Regions from separate parts of the Danio rerio genome. Here all the other regions are linked to region 1. The links are chromatin contacts, called in public Hi-C and Micro-C maps. All regions are on one chromosome and are shown on one strand. Each heading gives the region's core, a stretch centred on a gene start, on an enhancer-like site or on the middle of the called end of the contact. The rest is flanking DNA. Distances are from core to core; before and after follow the strand shown. Region 1 overlaps cdk14 (cyclin dependent kinase 14). Region 2 holds the start of xrcc1 (X-ray repair complementing defective repair in Chinese hamster cells 1). Region 3 overlaps znrf2b (zinc and ring finger 2b).

Evidence for each region. A called contact is a pair of places that touch in the nucleus more often than the background predicts.
Region 2: a contact with region 1 is called in a Hi-C map of skeletal muscle, with 8 times the contacts expected there. The contact joins the promoter of xrcc1 here to the enhancer-like site in region 1. A contact is called at or near these places in 2 of 18 Hi-C or Micro-C datasets (caudal fin and skeletal muscle).
Region 3: a contact with region 1 is called in a Micro-C map of caudal fin, with 6 times the contacts expected there. The contact joins two enhancer-like sites. A contact is called at or near these places in 2 of 18 Hi-C or Micro-C datasets (caudal fin and an unstated tissue).

What each region holds. Positions count from the first base shown.
Region 1 is chr16:58,348,905-58,352,517 of GRCz12tu, forward strand. It overlaps cdk14 (cyclin dependent kinase 14), which reads right to left. Exons shown (of 15, transcript NM_001430898.1): 11 at 2,328-2,391. Among named protein-coding and RNA genes, the nearest start is that of fzd1, 68 kb to the left of the region's middle. Within about 2 kb of position 1,802, at least 5 of the 62 cell types and tissues checked have an H3K27ac peak or open chromatin away from gene starts, as enhancers often do. A contact at or near this core is called in skeletal muscle, where this site is marked.
Region 2 is chr16:58,599,549-58,603,161 of GRCz12tu, forward strand. It overlaps xrcc1 (X-ray repair complementing defective repair in Chinese hamster cells 1), which reads left to right and starts at 1,632. Exons shown (of 18, transcript NM_001003988.2): 1 at 1,632-1,773; 2 at 2,729-2,816; 3 at 3,272-3,364; 4 at 3,576-3,613. The coding sequence starts at 2,766. It overlaps LOC101885075 (kin of IRRE-like protein 2), which reads left to right. Exons shown (of 10, transcript XM_073925569.1): 10 at 1-295.
Region 3 is chr16:58,100,988-58,104,600 of GRCz12tu, forward strand. znrf2b (zinc and ring finger 2b) reads right to left here. Exons shown (of 5, transcript NM_001076728.1): 3 at 1,040-1,145; 4 at 835-919. The coding sequence ends at 862. Among named protein-coding and RNA genes, the nearest start is that of nod1, 35 kb to the left of the region's middle. Within about 2 kb of position 2,019, at least 4 of the 62 cell types and tissues checked have an H3K27ac peak or open chromatin away from gene starts, as enhancers often do.

The DNA.
Region 1 (3,613 bases), core at 552-3,051:
GCGACCCCTCGGGGGGTCCCGATCCCCACTTTGAGAACCATTGGTATAGTATAGTATGGTATAGTATAGTATAGTATAGTTATTACAATTTATCAATTGACTATAGCTAATACTGCAGTATGCTGGAGCAATAATTTACTATAGTATGGTTTAAAAACACTATAGTATTTACTACAGTACTTTCTCAAGACACATGTCCTCTCATACAGTAGGGATATTAAAGATCCGTCACAGATGAAGTGCAGTAAACACTGCCATCTGCTGACACAACACTGAACTACACAGACATATCACAGGAGAATGTAAACAATAACAATCAATTAAATTAAGACAAAAACACTACATTGATATAATTTTTTATTATTATTTTTATAAATATTATTATTTTTATTATTTTATCATTATTGTTTGCACTTGCCTATCAATTTATAAGTAATAGTTTATGTACAGTTGAAACCTTTATGTATTTTTATTTTTCTAACATTCCCTAGTGCTGTTAAAGAGCAGATAGTTTCAACACATTTCTAATCATAATAGTGTTAATAACTCTAATAATAGTTATTAATTAATATCTCTAATAACTGATTTATTTTATCTTCGCCTTGATGACAGTAAATAATATTAGACTAGATATTCTTCAAGCACTTGTATTCAGTGACTTATTAAGTGACATTTAAATACTTAACTAGGTTAATTAGGGTAAAGTTAAGGTGATTAGTCATTGAACAACAGCCGTCTGATCTAAAAATGTGTGTTACTAATTGGTTAAATATAAAGAATGCAACAATATGCATCTAAAGGTCAATATTATTATTGAGCTAGCAGCTAGCTCTCTGCAACTCTCACATGGTCGCCCACTGAAGCTAAGCAGGGCTGCGCCCGGTCAGTACCTGGATGGGAGACCACATGGGAAAGCTAGGTTGCTGCCGGAAGTGGTGTTAGTGAGGCCAGCAGGGGGCGCCCAACCTGCGGTCTGTGTGGGTCCTAATGCCCCAGTATAGTGACGGGGACGCTTTACTGCTCAGTGAGCGCCGTCTTTCGGATGAGACGTTAAACCGAGGTCCCGACTCTCTGTGGTCGTTAAAAATCCCAGGATGTCCTTCGAAAAGAGTAGGGGTTTAACCCCGGCATCCTGGCCAAATCTGCCAACTGGCCTTTGTCTATCATGGTCTCCTAACCATCCCCATATTCCAATTGGCTTCATCGCTGTCTCCTCTCCACCAATTAGCTGGTGTGTGGTGTGCGGTCTGGCGCAAAATGGCTGCCGTCGCGTCATCCAGGTGGATGCTGCACACTGGTGGTGGATGAGGAGATCCCCCCATTGTGTGTAAAGCGCTTTGAGTGCCCAGAAAAGCGCTATATAAATGTAAGGAATTATTATTATTATTATTATTATTATTAGCCCCTTTAAGCAATATTTGTTTTGGATAGTCTACAGAACAAACCATCGTTATACAATAACTTGCCTAATTACCCTAACCTGCCTAGTTAACCTAATTACCCTAGTGAAGCCTTTAAATGTCTCTTTAAGCTGTATAGAAGTGTCTTGAAGAATATCTAGTCTAATATTATTTACTGTCATCATAGCAAGGATTTAGTCTTTGCTAAAATGAAATTGGGCGAAAAATAAAGGGAGGTGAATAATTCAGGGGGGCTAATAATTTTGGCTTTAACTTTATACATATATGTTCATTCTTGGGGGTTGTTTGATTCATCCGTCCCCACCAATGTCAAGTACAAACCTACTGTATGCCCTTGACCCCTTCATTGTCCCACGACCCCCACTTTGAGAACCACTGCTGTAGTGTACAATGTCAGTCAGCAGAGGGCAGTGTGTCCACATTTCTAGAGCACTACACTAGCACACTGCATTCTGCAAACCCGGATCTACACACTCACTCACACACTATAGCAAGATGTTGTGTTTAAAGGGTCAAGTTCACCCTAAAAATAAAATAAAAATCTGTCTTCATTTCCTCATTTCAACTTGTTTGAGTTTTTTTTCTTCTGCTGAACACAAAGGAAGATATTGTTAAGATTGCTGGAAGAAAAGAAACAGCCATTATTATCGTGAATATTGTGTTTCGTGTTCAACAGTGAAAAGAAACTCATAAAGGTGTTCAGGGAAACATGTTAGAGTTCACGTGCCTCATTACCTGCAATCCAATAATATTACACAAACTATAACCCTACTCGCTCGCATTATATTAGACTGTCCTCAAGGGCAAGTGTTCTAGTGTGTGTGAGTGTGTTTGAGTGTGTTCTAGTGTGTGTGAGAGTGTTCGAGTGTGTGTGATTGACGCTCAGATGCACAGGATGATGTTTACCTGGTTTGAAGTGCGGCAGTGAGTGAACACCTGGCCACGTCTCCTCTGACGGTGTCCCCAAAACCTGCACACACACACACACACACACACACACACACACACAAGAGAAGAGCACAGTGAGTCCTTCAGGAGAAAACACACTCAAGATGAAGGACAGTGCGACACGCAGATGGAGACCTACTCTACTGCTAATAATAGTCTGTGTGTCATGTAAGAGTGTGTGTAAGAGTAAGAGTGTCAGTGTGTGTGTGTATGTTTTTGTGTAATGACATGGCTATGATGGCATTACAACATTATGAGGACATCCTTTGTGTCCTTATAATGTAAAAATCCTCCTTAATGGGGTCTCTTGATTTAATTATCCACAGGTTTGCTGTGAGGGTTGGGTTTAGGGGGAGGGCCATACTGTGTAAAATACATTACGCCTATGAAGAGTCCTCATTAACCACCAATACTAACATGTGTGTGTGTATGTTTCTCATATATGTGTATTATGAGCACATTAGTAGAGATGCCTGACCTGTTAAACGGCACTAGTGAACAGAGTGTGTGTGCAGGAGCAGTGTGTCCAGCAGGGGGCGGTGTTGGATTACACTCAGGAACATATCTGTCTTTATTAGAGCTTATATATCAAGGTAAAATCATAGTAATGGAATAATCATATGCTGAACATCAGCAGGCCACAAGTTAATTATTCTGCTGTAAATGAATTATGTTTGTGCTGTTTTTGAATTATGACGGGCAATTTAATTAGTACAGAATTCAAAACAACTTAATAGTGCTTAAATACATTAAATGTCAAGAAACAAACAAAAGCAACTAACGGCAGCATCTATCATTTATGATCTGTGATGAGACGAGCCATGAAAATACACACTCAAACAGTGTGCATGTAATTCTACCCTGGTAAAATTAATGTGGAAAACAAGAACACATCTAAATAGTAGATTTGTTTTGTTATATATATATATATATATATATATATATATGTGTGTGTGTGTGTGTGTGTGTGTGTGTTTGTGTGTGTGTTTGTATACAGGGTGGGCCATTTATATGGATGCACCTTAATGAAATGGGAATGGTTGGTGATATTAATGTCCTGTTTGTGGCACATTAGTATATGTGAGGGGGCAAGCTTTTCAAGATGGGTGGTGATCATGGTCAATAAATATCCAATCACTGTGCTCTAAAGTTAGGGGCGCTTAACCACCATTGCACACTTTAACATGGCGAGCGGCGGTGAACTGAGGTTAGGGCAACAGTATGAGGAAGCGCCGGTGAAGTGA
Region 2 (3,613 bases), core at 382-2,881, 250 kb after region 1:
TATTAACATTTTTTGAAGACTAAGACATGCAGCAAGACTGAGGCTTATTTTGTTAAACAGAAAGGCCAATCTGGGCCTGCAATGGAAAAAACAGGACATAGTGTGTGTCTTATGAGTGTGAAACCAGTCAAGGACATTCTGAAGAAGACAGAGGAGAAAAGCAACAGCACATTTCTGTAGAAAACTTTGAGTTTTTCAGATGTTCATGTTCGGTGTATTATTCTGTGCTCAGAGTTGAGAGAAACAGGAGAGACACAGGCTAAATTTACCTTGAAAATAAAACATGCTCTGAAACTACTGAACCTTTCTTTTGTGAATGAATGAATGAATAAATGAACAAATCATAAATAAATAAATAAAAATATCAATCACCTAATAAGGAGAGTGAATGAGCAAAATAAATAATTCAATGATGAATTATGAATGAGCGAACAATTAATTAATTAAGGGAAAAAAATTATGAATAATTAAATGAATGACTGAATTAATAAAGGAACAGTAAAACCAAAAGTAATTAAATCATTTAACAATTAATTAACAAATAATTATATGAATGAATGAATGTAGAAACAAATACATAAAAAGTACATAAACACATTATTCACCAAAAAAGGAGAGTGAATGAGCAAATGAACAATTCATTTAATGAATGACTGAACAATGAATGAAATGAATAAATGAAAAATAACGAAAGATTAATTAAGTGAATGAACGGTGAATCAAAATGTATTAAATGATTGAACAAGGAATAAATAATTGAATGAATGAAGGAACGAATAAACAGATAAATAAAAATAAGTACATAAACACATTAATGACCAAATAAGGAGAGTGAATGAGCAAATGAATCAAAAATTTAATGAATGAATAAATAATGAATGAACAGTTAATTAAATGAACGAATGAAAAATAATTAATAATTAATTAAATGAAGGAGCAGTGAATCAGAAATTATTGATAATAATTTGAATGAATAAATGAATGAATGAATGAATGAATGAATGAATGAATGAACGAACGAATGAATGAATGAATAAAGAAATAAAAAATAAGCACATAAACACAATGCAATTGTTATTAATGAATACATTAATAATTTAAATGAATAATTGAACAAATAAAGAAATAAAAAGTAAATAAACAAAGCAAATGAATAATTGAATGAATGAATGAATGAATGAATGAATGAATGAAAAATAATGAAAGATTAATTGAATGATTGAAGAGTAAGTCAAAATTATTAACTAGATGGTTAAACAAGGAATAAATTAATAAATATTTTAATGAATGAATGAATAAAAGTGAGTACATAAACACATTAATAACCAAATGAGTGAACGATAATTGATTTTTATAACTAATTTAAAAACTAAAGAATGAGTGAAGAATGAATCAAATGAATGAATGAAAAATAACTAATGATTAAATGCATGAATGAACAGTGAATCAAAATTAATTAATTATTAATTATTAATTAATTAATTGTTGTACAAATTAATGATTGAAAATTTATAATATAAAATAATTAATATAAGTCTAATATAAATCAGATTAATATAAATCAAGTAAAATAATCCATCTTCTGTTTGATTCTGACTTTTATTCTAAAGTCGAGAACGTGACATTCTGCCTCACAGGCGCTGATTGGTCGGCAGGCGGAAGTGACGTCGCGTGTTGTGGATTGAGAGGGAGTTTGTACGCGCGCTTGTGAAACTCTCTCACTCAGACTGGAATAAAGCTCAGAAGCGGCTTCAGCTCTGTTTGGATTTCGGTAAAGTGATGTTGAATCCATCAGAATGCGTATCTAAATATTTTTAGCCGCTTTTCTGGCATTTAATGGCGGTTCTGAAGCGCCTCTATTGTTTGCTCTGGTTAACTCGATCAGGCGGACTCTGCTAACTAGACCGAATAACAGTAAATTACTATAATTATCCGATTCATTAGTTTGTATTTTTATTTCATAAATCAGTCCACACGTCATGCTTTTTGTGTCAAATATTTCAGATTATTATGTAACGTAATGTGTTGTATAACAGCACACTTATTGTGTCTTAATACTGAAATATTGATGTGTTTTGACTGCTCATGTAGTATATATTTATGTCATATTGCCGCTATTTTCGCTCAATTAATCATCGTTACTAGAATTTTTCACTCTTAATTGATTCTATGCATGTTTAGAGTAAGGCTGGTTTGATTTGATGCTGTCTCGTTCAAGTGAATCGATTCAGTGAACTGATTCGAATACCTTATTCGCGATTTTTATTAGTTTGAATTTGAATTATTTTTGGAAATTCAAAAATCAATAAACACTAGTGAAAAGTCATGAAAATGAATGCTTAAAATTGTACGACATACTTTATTTTTAGCTTTTATAAACATGAAATATGATAATTCTTTGAAATTGTTTGTCTTGTTCAGTGTTTTCAGGTTTTTTGGGTCTTCATTTTTTGTTTATTTGTGAGGAAAATCAAGGTGTTAATGTTTGTAATTTATGCTTTTACGTCTCATTGATGGTAATATAGCTACATTATGCAATGTTCATGTGAGTCGATTCAGTGAACCGATTCGTATATTAATTCGCAATTAAGTCTGAACTGAGATGAGTTCTTCATTCTCTCAACAAAAACTACTAGGAAAAAGTATGTCACATGGCTGAGCTTTATCTTATGGTTTCTGTTAACATGATAATTAATGACTAATGAAGTCATGTCTTCGCTTTTTCAGGTTTATGAGCAACGATTCAATTGTTTGATTCAGAGAACATGCCTGAACTCAAACTCAAGCATGTCGTGTCCTGCAGCAGTGAAGATAATGTAAGAATTCTGTTACACTATTGATATTAACAACATTTACTGACACTTAACAATCAACACACAAACCTGAGAACTAGACTGATTCATTGATTCAGCTGAATCTATTGACTCATTGGTTTGAACCGAGTCACTGAACTTGAAATGCAGTAGGGCTGTAGATGTTCAAAAATAAAATCAGAAATTGGGATACCTTGCATTAAATATATCACGATATGAATACAGTTTCACTAAATGGCTTGAAGAGCTCTATTTAGGAACAGTTCATTAAATTGATTGGAAATTGATTGGAATGATTCTCCAAGGCTGTGTTTCCCAACCCTGTTCCGGGAGGCACCCCAACAACTTTATATTTTAGTTGTTTGCAACAAGACAAATGGTAGTTAAATTAGATTAATAACAGGATCCTGATCACCAATTAAAGAGTTTGTTCTTGATTGTTTACTTTTTCTGCACAGACTCATAAAGCAGACAACCTCTTGAGCTCCGACACTTACAGAAAATGGAAAGCTGCGAGACCTGGAGAAAAGCAAGTTTCTGTCATCCTTCAAGTATGTCTGACTTATTTTTGTTAATTATTATTATTATTATTTATTTTAAAATTGTTCTTAAGTTAGTTTCAAATTAACAACATATTAAATATATTATTATTATTATTATTTTAATAACATTTTTATTTATTTAATGTATATTATTATTATTTTAAGATGCCTTAATGCCACTTGCAGATGTTTTTTTAACCTGCATGTCTTGTTCCTCCAGTTGGAAAAGGAAGAGCAAATTCACAGCATAGACATTGG
Region 3 (3,613 bases), core at 769-3,268, 250 kb before region 1:
TGTGCTGTAACTGATGTGTTTTATGTCATAGAACGAAACTTGAAAATATCTTGAGTTTGTGTTAGCCACGGACCTTATTTAAGCAATTTTACTGAAACCCCATTCATAAAACCCATTGACTTTGGGATGAGGGAACCGGAAGTGCTAAAATGCTAACTCGCTTCCGGGTTTTTGCATGCAAATTGACGTCATAGTTCCTCCACTCTATAGTTTGCTTTAGAGGCGAGGCTACATAAGGGTCGAGGTGGCCCACTCACACTGGAGGCTGGCCCACCCAGACAAAAACAAATTTATTAGGGAAAATCCTAAATAGAAGGCATGTAATTAATGCAGGGAGACATTAACTAATTTAAAATCTCATAAATTAATTCTAATTGTTTTAATATTTAAATATTAGTATTTATTTTTATATGTATTAATATTTATTATTAATAAATATATATATTTTATTTTTAAAAAATATAATAAATATATATTAATAAATATTTCTATTTATTAATATTTATTTATTTTTTACTCATTTTTATTATTTATTTTTATTTTACTTGTTTCTTTTATTCTTGTTTATGTAAAGCACTTTGAATTGCCACTGTGTATGAAATGTGCTATATAAATAAACTTGCCTTGCCTTGCCTAAATTAAACTTGTCTTCTTGTCGATTGAGGCACAACTGTTAATAAACCTGTGTGATGCACAAACCACTGAAGCACACCAAAAGCTGTGCCTTTACATGAGTTAGAGTACAGTGTAAAGTGTGCTAAGGAATATAAACACGAACACTAATATAAACACTATATGTGTATGTGTGTGTGTGCTTGTGTGTGTGTGTGTCACCTGTGCAAAAAAGGTGAGAGAGGCGCTTTAATCTGCAGGATGTTCAGGACACGATCGGTTCACTTCAAACCACTCGTCAATACAGCTGCAGAGAGAGCAGAGATGATGTCAGAGAACACACATAGACACACACACACAGACAGACACACACACACACACACACACACAGACAGACAGACAGACAGACGAGCATGAGGGTCTTTACCCTTTGTGATAAATGCAGAGGCAGGGCAGGCGTGCGATGGTGTCTCCCTGCAGCAGCTCCTCCAGACATATTGCACATTCTCCAGCATCCTTCGACAGCACGTCCTCTGAGGAACAGTGGAGAACAGCACACATCAGCGCGTCTCTATATACATGATGTTGATCATTTACATGATCACAGCTTTAAAAATGTTAAGTGACATATAACTAGGGGTGCAGCATATATAGCTTCAGCATCAATATTGCAACGTGTGAATCTACAATAGTCACATCACTGGATCTGCAATGCCAAACTAAGCATAAAATACAGCTCATAACACTATAATCCAACAGTGTGTGAAGATGTGTTTTTAAGACCTCTGACTTTACAATTTCAAGCTAATTTAAACCATTCGAATACAAGAAATTATGAAGTTTGCAGCTTTAACAAATATTAACTGTGTTTATTTATACAATAAAGACTATGCAGTGTTATTTTGCATGTAATTATCAAACTTTAGTGTATTTCAACACTCCAGCGAAAACCATTTATTTCATTTTTGTCTGTGTTCTGTTGTTTTTATCAGCACTTTGATTCATTTTATTATGTTTATTTTCTGTAATTTTCTATATTTTATGCAGATGCACTCGCCTACAATCATCCAATCACTGTTAAATCAAATTAATATGAATTAATTTGATGTTAAAAATCTAATTATTAGTCATCTTGAGAAATTATGCCCATATCTCAATATTTATTGCATTTTTTATTTTATTTTCAATACCATGTAGCCCTATGTATATATATCCACACGTGCATTTATAAAATTACAGCTTTAAAATTTGTTTACTGGGGCATCTGATACTTTTTAAACAGACATTTCTGTGCAAATAACTCATAAAATCGAAAATACTTTTAATTAAAAGCAACTACTTAAAACCATGTTTACAACCAAAGCATTTTTATAAGTGAGCAGAAGAGGGCGCTGAAGATCTGCATTTCCTTCAGCTTCTATGACTCATTCCTGCTGCTCACATACAGCACTGCACTATTACCCTATTCTATTCTATTCTATTCTATTCTATTCTATAGGAATCAGTATCAAATATTATGTTAAGTTAGAACATATCCTGTTTTAAATCTTTCATATATTGCTTTAACACAATCTTCATTATAAAAAGCACAATAGAAACAAAAAGGAATTGAATTGAATTAATTGGATGGAAGATAACTGCAAAGAGTGACTTGGACATCAATCATTTCAGAGCTGACAAAGGGTTAGCACAAACCTGTTTTCAATAACATTCAATTCAGCTTTATTTGTATAGTGCTTTTACAATGCACCCATTAATTAATTATGTTTATCATAATAGCAGACAAACGACCTGAGGTTTGTTTTTAATGAAAATAAAGGAGGCAAAAACAAAATTTGGTTTAATAAGTTTGGATGATAGCAGTCAGAGTGAACAGACACCAGCAGCCTTTCACACACTTCACCTGAGCACTTTACACAAACACTGTTGTGGGAGGAGCCTGTCATTCACTCCACTGAATATTCATTAAATGAACATGACCAGAATAAACAAGTTTTAGTAAAGTTCTATAAGTGAAGTTTAGGTTTTGCTACTTTTAGGACATTGATTCAGAATAAACACACCCTAACAACTACATAACAACCTGTCAACTCCACAACACCCTAACAACTGCGTAACAACCTGTAAACAGTGCACAACACACTAACAATCAGTCAACACTCCACAACACCCTAACAACCACATAACCTGCCAACTCCACAACACCCTAACAACCACGTAACAACTTGTCAACAACCAACAACACCCTAACAATCAGTCAACACTCCACAACACCCTAACAACCACATGGCAACGTCAACATTCCACAACCTGTTAACTCTTTACAACACTATAGCAAACACATAAAAACCTGTCAACAACCATACATCACTGTCAACCGCCAACAACACCCTAACAACTACGTAACAACCTATCAACTCCACAGCACCCTAACAACTGCGCAACAACCTGTCAACTCCACAGCACCCTAACAACTGCGCAACAACCTGTCAACTCCACAACACCCTATTAACTGCGTAACAACCCGTCAACAGTGCACAACACCCTAACAATTAGTCAACACTCCACAACACCCTTACAACCCCATAACAACCTGCCAACTCCACAACACCCTAACAATCATGTAACAACTTGTCAACAACCCACAACACCCTAACAATCAGTCAACACTCCACAACACCCTAACAACCACATGGCAACGTCAACGTTCCACAACCTGTTAACTCTCTACAACACTATAGCAAACACATAAACACCTTTCAACAACCATACATCACTGTCAACCGCTAACAACACCCTAACAACTACGTAACAACCTGTCAACTCCACAGGACCCTAACAACTGCATAACAACCTGTCAATAGTGCACAACACCCTAACAATTAGTCAACACTCCACAACACCCTAACAACCAAATAACAACCTGCCAACTCCACAACACCTTAACAATCACGTAACAACTTGTCAACAACCATAAAGCACCGTCAACCACCAACACTAC